Linked DNA regions of Sus scrofa: all the other regions are linked to region 1. The links are chromatin contacts, called in public Hi-C and HiChIP or PLAC-seq maps. All regions are on one chromosome and are shown on one strand. Each heading gives the region's core, a stretch centred on a gene start, on an enhancer-like site or on the middle of the called end of the contact. The rest is flanking DNA. Distances are from core to core; before and after follow the strand shown. Region 1 holds the start of ARAP3 (arf-GAP with Rho-GAP domain, ANK repeat and PH domain-containing protein 3). Region 2 holds the start of KIAA0141 (death ligand signal enhancer). Region 3 holds the start of PCDH1 (protocadherin-1).

The links. Hi-C and Micro-C count contacts between places; a contact is called where the count stands out from the background. HiChIP or PLAC-seq counts read pairs in DNA pulled down with a chosen protein or histone mark.
Region 2: an H3K27ac HiChIP or PLAC-seq map of skeletal muscle shows a contact between it and region 1. The contact joins the promoter of KIAA0141 here to the promoter of ARAP3 in region 1. A contact is called at or near these places in 1 of 5 promoter capture datasets (fetal skeletal muscle), 6 of 47 Hi-C or Micro-C datasets (blood, embryonic fibroblasts, heart right ventricle and 2 more) and 2 of 2 datasets of contacts at active chromatin or transcription factors (alveolar macrophages and skeletal muscle).
Region 3: a contact with region 1 is called in a Hi-C map of skeletal muscle, with 4 times the contacts expected there. The contact joins the promoter of PCDH1 here to the promoter of ARAP3 in region 1. A contact is called at or near these places in 2 of 5 promoter capture datasets (fetal liver and skeletal muscle), 8 of 47 Hi-C or Micro-C datasets (alveolar macrophages, blood, embryonic fibroblasts and 5 more) and 1 of 2 datasets of contacts at active chromatin or transcription factors (skeletal muscle).

Annotation. Positions count from the first base shown.
Region 1 is chr2:143,325,604-143,329,716 of Sscrofa11.1, forward strand. It overlaps ARAP3 (arf-GAP with Rho-GAP domain, ANK repeat and PH domain-containing protein 3), which reads right to left and starts at 1,985. Exons shown (of 33, transcript XM_003124002.4): 1 at 1,901-1,985; 2 at 1-299. The coding sequence starts at 282.
Region 2 is chr2:143,525,580-143,529,692 of Sscrofa11.1, forward strand. KIAA0141 (death ligand signal enhancer) reads left to right here and starts at 2,286. Exons shown (of 12, transcript XM_021084941.1): 1 at 2,286-4,113.
Region 3 is chr2:143,499,540-143,503,652 of Sscrofa11.1, forward strand. PCDH1 (protocadherin-1) reads right to left here and starts at 1,665. Exons shown (of 6, transcript XM_021084940.1): 1 at 1,450-1,665. The coding sequence starts at 1,489.

The sequences.
Region 1 (4,113 bases), core at 735-3,234:
AGGCTTGGCGGGCTGGGCTTGGGCGGCTGGGCTGGGTGATGGCTCCATGGCACTGTCCGGCCGGGGATCTGGGGAGCCCTCTGCAGCGCCTGCCTGCAGCAGGCGCAGAATGCGCTTCCGGTGCCCTGTGGCGCTGATGCCCAACTGCCTCAGCTCCTCGTGGCCCAGGCCCCGGGCTGCACCCGCTGTAGCCAGGCCTTGCCGCCGGAACGCGTCTGCATACTGCTCCAGGTGCACCGCGGCCAGCCACACAGCGATGTCCAGGTCCTGAGGGGCAGCCATGGGGGCTCAGGCCATTGCTGGGGGGAGGGGCAGGTGAAGGGAGGGCTCAGGCTGCGATTCCCCCTCCCTGCCCCAGAGTCTGAGGCCTGGACAGGGGGCACCAGACCCAGCCTGCCTTCAAAGAAAAAGCACCAGAGGGCTGTGATCTGGAGACAGAGCCAGCCCAGAACGTCAGAAAGGGCCTTCTCATCGGAGGCGAACCCCTTCAGTGGCAGATGAAGAAACTAAGGCACAGGGAGGGGAGAGGCCAGTGGGCGGTGGTGCTGAGCCCCCAGCCCCGCCACTCCGGGTCTGGGGCAGAGCCCTGCCTCCGCATTGCTCCCCTCAGCTAGGTACGCCTGGGACAAGACGCCGGGCTCTGCAGGGGCCAGGGTGAGAGAGGCCGTGGGCAGGAGGCGCCCATGAAGTGGCCGGATCCCGCTGTGGCATGAAGTGGGGACAGGGGCAGCTGTGGCACGAGAGGAGAGGGGGATGCAGGTCCCACTCCCGCTGGTTTCCAGAGCCCAGGCCCAGGCTCCGGCCATCGTCCTCAGGCCATCGTCCGAATCCCTGGGGCTCCCAGCTCCTCCTCCCCTTCCACCTATTGTCTCCGCTCAGACTTCCTTCCTGTCCCTCCAGCCAGGGCCGCCCCCACATCCTGCCTGCCTTGGTCAGGCTGCCCAGAGGGCCCTGAGCAGTACCAACATCTGGGCAGAGGCCACTTGGGGAGTGAGGATGGGGCGGAGAGCTGGGCCAGAGCGGGACCAGAGGGACGGGACGCCTGGGTCCCCCGGGGCCCCCACTGCGCACCCACCTGCCGCACGTTGTTCCCACACGTGTATGCGCACAGGCGCGCCCACCCTGTGGGGACCCAGCGGTGTGAAATGACATCCCTACCTCTGCTTCCTCCACGCCTCCTTTGTGGAGCTTTCCTTTGCCCCGCGTGTGCCTTGGGACCCGGGTCTCTGAGGCTCTGTCCCATTCGGCCAGCCTGACCCAGACCCTGGTCTATAGGGAGACCTACCTGGACTGGGTCTCCCTGGGTCTCCCCTCTACGCCCTGCCTGTCTCTGCCCAACTCCCTCTCTACCTCTGACCCATCTTTGTCCCTCTCCTCGTTCTCTGTCAATACGCCTCTTGCCTCAGTCTCCAATTGGAATCGATCTGCTCTCGGACCTGCGTCGCTGCCTCTGCCCCTACGGCTCTCTCCCTGTTTGTCTCCTGCGGGGTCCCGACTAGGGCTCCCTCTGGCCTCAGAGGCAGCTCTGGCCTCTCTGTAGCCGGAGCCCCCTCCCCAAGCTAGCGCTGTACCTCCGGCCCTGACTCAGAGCCCCGTTTCCCGGTGACTCAGGCGCGACCCGAGGGCACGGGACTGGGAACCAGGAGGTGCGCGGGGCAGGAATGCGGGGGGGCCAGGGGCCGGGGCTGCGGGGGCTGCGACGAGGGAGGGGGCAAGGAGGGAGGGGGCAGGGGCCGCAAGCGGAGGAGGGGCGGCGGGCGGCGGGCGGCGCGGGGGGGAAGGCCGGGGGGGGGCGGGGAGGGCAGGGCCGCCGGCGCGCGGGGGCCCGGGGAGCCCACGAGGGCCCTCGAGGAGGTGATGGGGAGGAGTCTGCGAGGCAGGGGCCCGCGGGGGTCCTCACCTCACTAGGCGCCCGCCGTCCGCTCCTCGGTGCCGCCGCGCCGTCCGAGGCTCCGGTCCCGCCGCGCCGGCCCCGCCTCCCCCCCCCGCCCTCCCCCGCCGGGCCCCGCCCCGTCCCGCTCGTCGGTTCCCTCCGCGGGGCCCCGGCCGCTCCTTGTGCAAGCGGCGGCCTCGAGCAGGTTTGGGCTCCTTACCCAACCGCGGCGCTTATCTCCCGGCTCGGCCAGCTCGGCCCCTTTAGGGGCCAAGAAAGGGGGGGACCGGAACAGGGCTGGAGGCCGTGACAGCTTTAGCCAGAGGGGCGAAGAGGCGGGGGTGGAACCAGAGCGGGAAGGAGAGCGCTTGCGGAGGACAGCTTTGCGTCCCCTCGGCTCTTCCCGCGGAGGGAGAAGGACAGAGCCCTAAGCCTCCAGGGCACCTGTCCTCCGCCCAGCAGGGTGGCAGGACGCTGGTTCTCAGTTATCGAGGGAAGGGGACCAGAAGCGGGAGTCCATCCGCACGTCGATGACAGCCCAGCACTGCCAGCTGGGCACCCTCAGGGCCCACCTCCCGGCCTGGAGGAGAGAGGCCGAGGCCCTGCAGAGGCTTCCTCACCTGCTTCTCCCTCCCCGAGAGCCTGGCCTGGCCTCCCCCACTCCCCCGCCCCAATGAGGGCCAGCAAAGCACCAGCCCTCCTCCCAGAGCAGGACTTGGGGCTGCACACGACCCAGCAGGCAGCCTTTCCATCCTGGGGCGAAGCCTCTTCTACCCCCCCCCCCCCCCCGCTGCAGTGTTTTCTTCAGGAGGGGACTGGGAGGGGACTGGGGTGCCTGCGGAGAACCGGCACTTCTCCCCCCTGCGAGCTTGCCTGGAGCCCCGCCTGGGAGCGCGTCCCCCAGGGCCTGAGGCACTTCCCCCTCCGAGCTGGGCTGGCCCTTAGCTGTGCGGTGTTGGGGGGGGTGGGGGGGCGCCTGCTGGCCGACCGTGCTTTCCTGTTTGTACCAGAGGAAGTTGGCTGTGAGTCAGCAGACACAGGAACTGTCAGTAGCTCGGGGGAGACCCCTGCTTCAGGGGAAGGCGAGGGGGATGTGGGGAAGTGGTCCCCACCTCCCCCAGCTGCTCCAGCTTGGAAAGGGACTGCCGTTTTCAGCCTCTTGGAGCCCTTGGGTCTGAGAAAGAGAATGATAATAATACTTAAAATGGCCATAGTAATGGCTACCGATTATTGAGAGCTATGTCCCAGGCCCTGTGCAAACATTGCTCTGCAAATTTTTTTCTTTTTTTTTTTCTTTTTGCTTTTTAGGGCCACACCCGCATGTGGAAGTTCTCACGCTAGGGGTAGAATCCGAGCCACAACTGCCAGCCTATGCCACAGCTCATAGCAACACCAGTTCCTCAACCCACTGAGCAAGGCCAGGGATCGAACCTGCGTCTTCATGGACGCTAGTCAGATTCATTTCCTCTTCGCCACAGTGGGAACTGCTGCTCTGCACATTTTAATTCTCACAATGACCCTTAAGATAGGGGATTTTATCACCTCCATTTTGCAGATAAGGAGACCCTGTTCTGGAGGTCTGTGTTCTGGATGGGTTAATGGAGGGCAAGGAGAATGCTCCCCATAGACCTCTAACTATAAGGAGTAGCAACTGACCGAGGGCCTCAGCTGCTTCCCTCCGAAGCCCGTCAGCTTCCCAGTGGGCTGCTTCCAGCCAGCGACCAAGCTCAGCAAGACCCTAAGCCCGGCCTTGTCCTGGGAGACAGGGGCTCTCCCGGCAGCTGACATTGACTGCAGAATTAGCCCACGGCCTTGCTGAATTTGCCTCGAACGCAAAAGTGGTCCAGGATGTTTCTTCCCTGACCGCCTTTCATCACCCCCCCGCCCCCCAAGTGGTCCAGGATGTTTCTTCCCTGACCGCCTTTCATCACCCCCCCGCCCCCCGGCCCCCAGCTCTCCCAGCTCCCGGCTAGCTCCCTTCCTCTCGCACAGACATTTATTTCTCTCATCAGATCCTCAGACAGCTCATCAGTTCCTCCTGCCCTGGCAGCTTCTTCTTGGAGGACTCAGGGCAACCCGGCAAGAAAGAGGCGTCGGGTAAACGAGCACAAGGCACAGGGCGCTTGCCGGGATGGGCTCGGGGGTCCTGGGCAGGGGCCAGATGTAGGAGTTCTTTTTTTTTTTTTTTTGTCTTTTTGCCATTTCTTGGGCCGCTCCCGCGGCATATGGAGGTTCCCAGG
Region 2 (4,113 bases), core at 1,036-3,535, 200 kb after region 1:
TTGAAAAGTGGTTGCCTCGAGGGAGTAGGGCGAGAGGATATGTGTGGGCAGGGGTCTGCTAGGCTTTGTTTTGGGCCTCTTAGTACTGTTTGACTTTGGACTAGCGTGGGCTCTCCTTTAACCGAACATGTCTTACAGGGGCTAGAAGTCCCTGAGCCTGGCATGGTCCCACTCTTGGCAGGCAAGCTCTTCCTTCACACACTCTACACTTAGGTATAAACTGTTGAAACACCTGGCCAACCTCATGCCCAGATCCTAACGAGCACAGCAGGCTTTTTATGACATGTTTGATTTTCTTTTTAAGACAAACTCCTCCAGGAGTTCCCATTGTGGCTCAGTGGTTAACGAATCCGACTAGGAACCATGAGGTTTCAGGTTCGATCCCTGGCCTTGCTCGGTGGGTTAAGGATCTGGCGTTGCCGTGAGTTGTGGTGTAGGTTGCAGACACCGCTTGGATCCCTAGTTGCTGTGGCTCTGGTGTAGGCTGGTGGCTACAGCCCTGATTAGACCCCTAGTCTGGGAACCTCCATATGCTGTGGGTGTGGCCCTGAAAAGACCAAAAAAAAAAAAAAAAAGACAACCCCCCCAAGCTGTACAAAGTGTTTGCATTTTTTAATAATACACATTCCCACTAACAAAAAGCCAAAAGAACTGGTATCAGTGCTGAGGCAGTGACTCAGCCTTCTCAGTGATGAAGGTCAGGTCCCTGGTTAGAAGGGACAGGGTGCAAATGAGGGCATGACCCTCTCCAAACCATCCCCCCACAGCAGCCGATAGGCTTTCAGGATCCTTCTGGCCTGATCATGCCCCCTCATTCCTTCTGGTATGTTTCACGTCTTCAGGACAGGGTCCAGACACGGGGTGGCGCCATATAAGATTTTATGATCCTGCCCCATTAGCTCTCTAGAGTAAAGGGCTGCAATCCTATGTCACCCCCTCCACTGTCCCCTGCCCTAGCTATAGCCTTGCTGACCCTTTTTTTTTTTTTTTTTTTGGCCACATCCACAGTATATGGAAGTTCCCAGGCCAGGGATTGAATCCGAGCTTCCGCTGCAACCTACACTACAGCTCCGGCAACACTGGGTCCTTTAACCCATTGCACTGGGCTGGAAATCAAACTCATGCCTCCACAGAGACAATGCCAGATCTTTAAGCCCCTGTGCCATAGGGGGAACTCCCCATACTGATCTTAGATTTTGCTTTCTTTGCCTCCCTGGCTCTTTCACCAGCTGTTTCCCCTGCCCGAAGTGTATTTTCCCTTCCCAGGTCTCATCACTCAGGTTCATCAGTTAGCAGTCGCCGCTTCCAGGCAGTCTTCCTGACTTCCACATCTAGGTTATGAGCCTCCTCTGGGTGTTCCTATAGCACCCCATACTTTAAATCACACCCCCCCCAGTATTGGTGCCCTTGTGTCTTTCCCCACGACACTGAGTCTGAGATGACCCTGGGAATTGCTCTACCTGACAGAGTGCGGGAGAAGTGACATGCTGTGGGTTCCAGGCCTAGGCCTGAAGAAGCCTGGCCGTTTCCACTTTTGAACTTTTAAAAGCTCTGCGCCACTGTTTAAGAAGTCCACCTATCCAGCTGGAAGGGCCCTGGGACAACATGGAGAAAGAAAGAGGCCTGGTCAAGGTTTCATATGACTCCAGCTGCCACCTCATGACAAACCACAAGTGAGACCGGCACAGGTACCCAGCTGAGCCTGGTCAATTCACAGAATTGTGACGTCATAACAAAATGCTTGTTTTAAGCCACAAAATTTGGAATGTTTGGTACGCTTCGATATATAACTGAAGGATCATTCTGGATTTTAATTGTCCACTGAGGGTGGCTGCTCTGCTAGACAATCTTCTTCATGAAGGCAGGGACCACGTCCATGTTTTGTATCATGTAAAAAAAATTGCTCTATACTCAGGACATTCTCCAGCACCGAATAAGCTCTTATAGATGTGATGAATGCAAATTAAGAAGGTCTCAAAACGAAGGCAACAACAAATGTCTAGAAACACTCTCTAGTACACGATGGCGTCAACAAAAGGTGATTAACTGGGCGTCTGGGCACTAAGTTCCGATGTAAGTTAGCCAGCGTGCCTTTGTAGAGGGATTTAGTCCGATGGACGTTGGGCTGAAAGCCAGCAACACAGAGCAACCTTGGGAGCAGAAGAGAATGGCTAATGGTTCAGGCCTGGAAATTCAGGCCAAGTGAAAGGCAAGGCAACAAAGTTGTCATCTCTCTGGTGGCACTGAACAGGTCATCGAGGGTGCAGGGAGGACTCCAGCGGCCCTCGTGAAACGCCCTCACTCCAGTGCTCCGTTAGCGTTCAAAAGGCTTCGAGGGAAAAGAGACATCGGAATATGCCATCTTCCATTTAAGAATAGACATTGTCTTCAAAATTTTTCAACTCACTTTAAACACTGGCGGGCCCTCAGTATGCGTGGAATGAATACATTTCCACGCAAATCAATACATCCCACGACTGAGGTCGGGTGTCTTGTCCACAATAATCATCAGCACAAAGGCATCTGTCCAGCCGAGCCAACGGGTGTTGCCTGAACCTCTACGGTGGGGGCTGACGGTGTCCAGCCTCGTGCGGGATGCCAAGTGGGAAACCGCCATCCCTGCCCTCAGGGAGACCTGGGAGATGAGAGTCACCCAAATGAGATGATTAAGTAACAGGACATGTCATCACTGCCCAACTGTGTGCTAAGCAATCAGGTGCTACAGGAACAGGGCAAAGTGGAGAGCAAACAACTGGAGAGGCATTGCGGAGAAACTGGGTGTGGCCAAGCCTTGAGAAATGACATCGCCTGCAGACAGGCGACATGAGGGAGGGCGCAGAAGTGCTACCAAGAAGAGAGTCGAACCAGCATGTGTGTTATTGGATTCTGAGGCAGTCACACAAGGAGTGTGAGAGGTGGCTGCCCCAAATCCCCAAACAAGAGTATTTCTGAAGTTTCCCAGTATTCACACTTCCGGTCCTTTATTTATTCAGTTTCTTCTGCTGGCAGTTCACAACCCTAGTGACCTCTTGCTCATATTTAAAGGTTCAGCTCAAATGCGGGTGCTTTTATGAACGCTTCCGTGGTGTCCCTTCACCCAGTGCTCACGCTTCTCTTGGAACCTATCTATGCCCTTTGCCTACGCAGCTCCTTCACCACTGCAATTAATAGCAAATTACATTTATTAGGCTCTTACTGTGTGCCAGAAACCATGCTAAACATTTTAAATGTGTTCTTTAAGCCTCATAATTGCACGAGATGTTATTTCTCCTGTTTTATACATGAAGAACCTGAGGCTTTAAAAAGGTTAGGTGTCCCAAAATACCAAACGAGAAAGTAAGAAAGCTGGGCTTCAAACCATTTGTGGAACTCTGGAGGCCACTCTTAGGACACTGGACCACAAATGCTCTTTGCTCATCAGTCTTCTCAGGATTCCAGGATGGTGGCTGACATATGGCTCAAAATTGTTGGATCAAATCATTACACCTGTCATACATATGCCTGGGCCTAAACCTAGGTACCCCAGATAGACGTCCACCAACGTGGAAGTCACATACCCAGGAGAAAGTGTAAGCTTACTTTGAATTTGAGCTCCTTTATTTCATGGACTCAAGTGTGGTGAGAGGTCCCATTCTTTGCTCAACAAAAGGACACACAGATAACACCGGCTGGGTCTAAAGGTGAGAGCTCTGATTAACACGCGGGGGGGGGTGTGTGTGTGTGTGGAGGGGGCCAGTCTCCTCGTAGGTATTTTGAAAGCGGCCATTCAAGCTGTTCTTGTCCAACCAGGAAGGACCAGTGAGATCACTCCATCTGACCCTGTTATGGGACAGACTGAGGCCCAGACAGCAGAAGGGCTCAGCGGGGGCTCCGTGGTGAGCCGCAGCTGGAGCCCCCAAGTCCGAACCCCGCCCGCAGTTTTTCCTCGCCTATCCAGTCGGGCCTGGGGCTGCATCCCCAGGCCGACTGCCTCGGGCGGAAAGCTCGGACCACCGGCTTCCTCCGTCGGTCCCTGACGCTCCTCTCCTCCAGCCACTGGCCTGGTGTCTCCCACCTCCTCTAGCCTCAGGGCCCGGGGAAGATGCTCCCCCTCTCGTCTCTACGGCGTCTGCA
Region 3 (4,113 bases), core at 415-2,914, 170 kb after region 1:
TGAGGGACAGACAGGTGTGCGGGGCCGAGGCGTGCTGGGGACCCAGGTGGCTCGGAGAACGCAGCGAAACGGTTCGAAGAGGGTCGCAAACACCGCCCAGGGCTCGCCCCCTCTGCACAGGGACCTAGGGCCCGGGAGCGCCGGGCAGGCGGGATGGCGCGGCCTGCCAGGTCCAGCTCGTTCCGGGAACACCCGGCCGGCCGGCCGGCCCCGGAGTGGGGGTGGGGAGGCGCTCGCCCGGGAGCGAGGCCGGCCTGCCCCTAGGGTTCCCGCTGGCCGATATTTACACTAACACGGTCCGGATACCGGGAAAGGGGCGCCAGGGGCTTCCCGGGCGGCCCGGCGGCTTCCCCTGATGGAATCCGGCCTCTGAGAGCGAGGCAGAGAGCGTTGTGTGTTCGCGTGTGTACGCTGCAAGGTGTAATGTGACACTGTTGGTGGAAGGTGTTTGTGACACCCACTGTTAAGATGTGTGAAGCAGTGGATTCCGTGTTTGTGACCGTGAGGCGCTGTTTGGGGTGCCACTTGCTGTGTTAGGGTGTGTGCCGTCAAGGCGTGGGCTGAGACACTGGGTTCTGTGTTTATGGGTGCACCCAAGGGGTGCAAGCCAGACGTGTATTGTGTACTATGTTCCGGCCAGGGAGTGTAACATAATTTATGTTAGGGTGTGTTCCTTAAAGGAATATGTGTGTATGTGTGTGTGTGTGTGTGTGCGAGGCTGGGTTTTGAATGTTCAACTGGAGAACTGTGGCCGTGACATACATGAGATTGTGTTTGTGTGTCCATGTCGCCGAACATCACACCCGCTTGTGCTCTGTTGCTCTCTATGGCCACGGTTTGTGTGTCCGTGCAGCTGAGCGTGAAGACGCCCAGGCGGATTCTGAGCTAGTGACGGTGCCCCAGTGGGCGCCTGTGGGCGGGAGGTCTGCCTGTGTGCACATATGTATGTATGCGTGTGCCTATGTCCGTCGTCTGGCCCTCCGGGTGCCCCCGGGGAGCTGCAGGCGCCTGAGTGATCCGAACCGGTCGCCCAACAAGTGTGTGTGTGCATGGTGGGTGAGGGTCCTTGCTGGCTCCGTCCGCGGGGAGCCCCCCCCCCCCGAGGCTGCGCGCTTCCCCAAACCATCTCCATCCCCTGCGCTCCCCGAGCCCCCGGATCCCCGCGGCTCCAAGCGCGCCGGAGTGCAGGACGCCTAGCTGGGGTCCGGTCCAGCACCCCCTCTCCGCGCTCGGCTTCGGGCGGCGGACCTTAAAAGCCAGGGTGCCCCGGCCGCCACCCCCACTCCGAGCTCCCAGCCGCCCCCACCTCTGCCTCGGCGCGCCCAGCCCCGACTGGGCCCCGGTGGCCTCGCTCGGCTGAGCGCCCCTCCCTCGGCTCCCGCCGGCCATGGCCGCTCCCGGCCGGGAGCCACCACCGCCTCCACCGCCTCCACCGCCACCTATCCTTACCCGCCTCGGGGCAGCGCCGGCCGCGGGCCCTGCAGTCCATGAGCCGCCCCCGGCCCCGGCCCGGGCTGCGGCTCCCTCGGGCTGGCGCTGCGGTTCCGGCTCCGGCTCCGGCTGGCTCTGGGCGCAGCAGCCCCGGCGGCTCGGCGTCCGCGCCGCGCTCCCGCTCCCCGAGTGTGTGTGAGGCGGCGGCGGTGGCGGCGGCGGCGGCGGCGGCGGAGCCAGCAGCGAGCAGAGCGCACAGCCGGGCCCGCCCCCTCCCTCCCCCTCCCTCCCGGCCGGCCCGCCCGCCCGCCCGCCCGCCACTCGGCGTCCCCCCTCCGCCCGCCGGGAGGTGGAGCTCAGGACCGCTCTGGTCCTGCTGGGAGGGGACCCGAGCACCGCTCCCCAAAGCCAGGACCCCTTTTGCTAGCTCCCCGCCCCCCAAGGCGAGCAGACGCAGGCTGTCCCCCTCCCTGGCTGCTGCTCTTCCTCTCAGCGCCCCCCCCCCCCGCGCCCCCATCTGGGACCCCTCCCGAATTGCTTTTCTAAGCTGCCTCGAACACCTGTCCCCTACCCTGCCCGCGGGGAAGTCGAGGCTGGGGAAATGTCTCCCCCGGCGTCTTCTCTGGGCATCTGCTCCCCCAGATCCGCCTTCTTGCCGCCCAGACCCCCACGGCACCCCCGAGCGGCCCTCCCTCCCCACTGCGCTCCGGGGAAGGCCGCCCCTCCCCCTCTGGCCGAAGCCGCAGAGCGGTCAGCCTCGGTGGCCGCGCAAGCCGTGGGGGTGGGGCTTGGAGGGGACCGTGGGAGGGGCAAGGTAAGGGGACCCGGGGGCTCCCCGAGAATGAGGATGGGGAGATATACAAGTGTGGGGGTGAGGTGACGCGCCTGAGCTGGGGCCTTGAGAGGGTCCCCCAGGCACCTGCCCTCTGGGCGCCTTGGAGCTGTGGCCCCAACACATTTACCAGGGACACACGCACATGCACAGAGAGTCACGAGGGCCCCTACCCCACGAAGCCGTGCGGTGTCACGGCCCGTGTCACACGCCCTCGCAGTGCCACACGCTCCCTCCACACCGAGTCACACACGGTGTCACACGCAGTGTCTCACACACTCGGTGCTCAGTTTCTCCTGCTCAGCTCCGGCTCTCTGGCGCCATCTAGAGGTCGCCGAGCAGCCTGGGAACGCCTTTCCCTTCGCTCAGGGGTTGGTACCCCAGGCTGGCCAGTGCCCCAGTCCCATACCATCTCTAGCCTCTTGCCACTTGTAGGCCAACGCAGCGTTCTAGGTCAGAAGAGTGAGAAAGGCTGTCCCTGGCAAGGCCTGTGGCCGGGCGTGAAAAGCCCTATTATGGGATGCCTGGTTGCTGGGCCTTTCTGGGCCCTGGCCTCTGACTCCTCCCCCTGTCTGTCCCCATTTCCCATCTCTGCCACTCTTCTGTCCCTTGTCTATTTCCTCTGCTCCCTCCCCTCCGATACTTGACTTCTCAGTGGAACACTCTTCAAGGTTAAGGGTGGGCCCTCTGGCCAGCCAAGGGCTTCCTAAGATCTCTCCCCCCAGCGGGACTTCCTTTCTGGCCTGAGCCCTGCTCTAGTCCGCACTCCCAGCCCTCAGCCCTAAGGGCCCAGGTGGGGGGCTCTGGATGGGAGAGGGGGTGGGCTAGTGAAAGAAGGATCTGTCCTGTAAGTGGCTTCTTTCGTCCCCTGCAAAACTCATATGCTCCCCATCACTGCGCACAGCTCCAAGGGAGGAATCAGTGGCCCAGAGACAAGAAACCTTCCACAGAGGAGCTGCCCCAGCCTCCCTGCCCCCAGCGTGCGCCCGCTGCCCAGTGCAGCAAACCCTCCCTAGTCTGCTAGCTGAGAGCCGTTCAAAGGCTCCTCTGTTCTCCTCCCTTGCTCAGGGCTGAGCAAGATAGGCAGCCGCAGAGCTGGGCAGGAAATGCTAATCTCCCAGATGTTCTCCTCCGTCCTCCCGGCTCCACCACCATCAAACCCAAATCCTGCACCAAGTGGCAGGAGCAGAACTGGGCCAGGGCCCCACCAGGGTGTGTCCATTCTCCTCCCTGCTCCCACCCCCTCCTGCCCCTCCCCCGCTGCCAGGCCGGGCTCTGCTGGGGACCTGAGGGGGGGGGGAAAGGGGGGGGAACAGTGCAGATGTGGGGATCGGGGATGGGCTGCATTCCTCAAGAAGGAGGGCAGGTGAAGGGCAGAGACTGGGAGGCCACCTTTGAAGAAGAGAGAAGCCAGGCTCCTGGCTCCATACCAACCTGGGAGGAGGACCTGGCTGGCAAGTAGAGAGCTGGATGGCTTCTAAACTGATGGTGCCTGAGAGTCCAGCTGAGCCTGTGGCCGGGGATTGGACCCTGGGGGATGCTAGGCATGGGAGTGCTTGGGCGGCTTGTGGCCTAAGGCCCTCGCTATGATATATATGTTCCTGGTATGGCCTGTGGCTAAGAAAGTTAGGATGCCGTGGAGGAGCCTGGCACTGTAACAAAAACCCTCGCCTCTGATTGCAGCTGAGACACTGTCGTGATGCTATGATGCTGGTGTGCCTAGGCTATAACCAGATCGGATTATTGTTGGAGAAGCTGTTGCCATGCCGTGTGTGTCTGTGCGTGTGTGTGTTCATGTGTGCATGTTGAGAGAAGAGCTGTAACTGAAATGCTGTTAGGCTTAAAGCTAT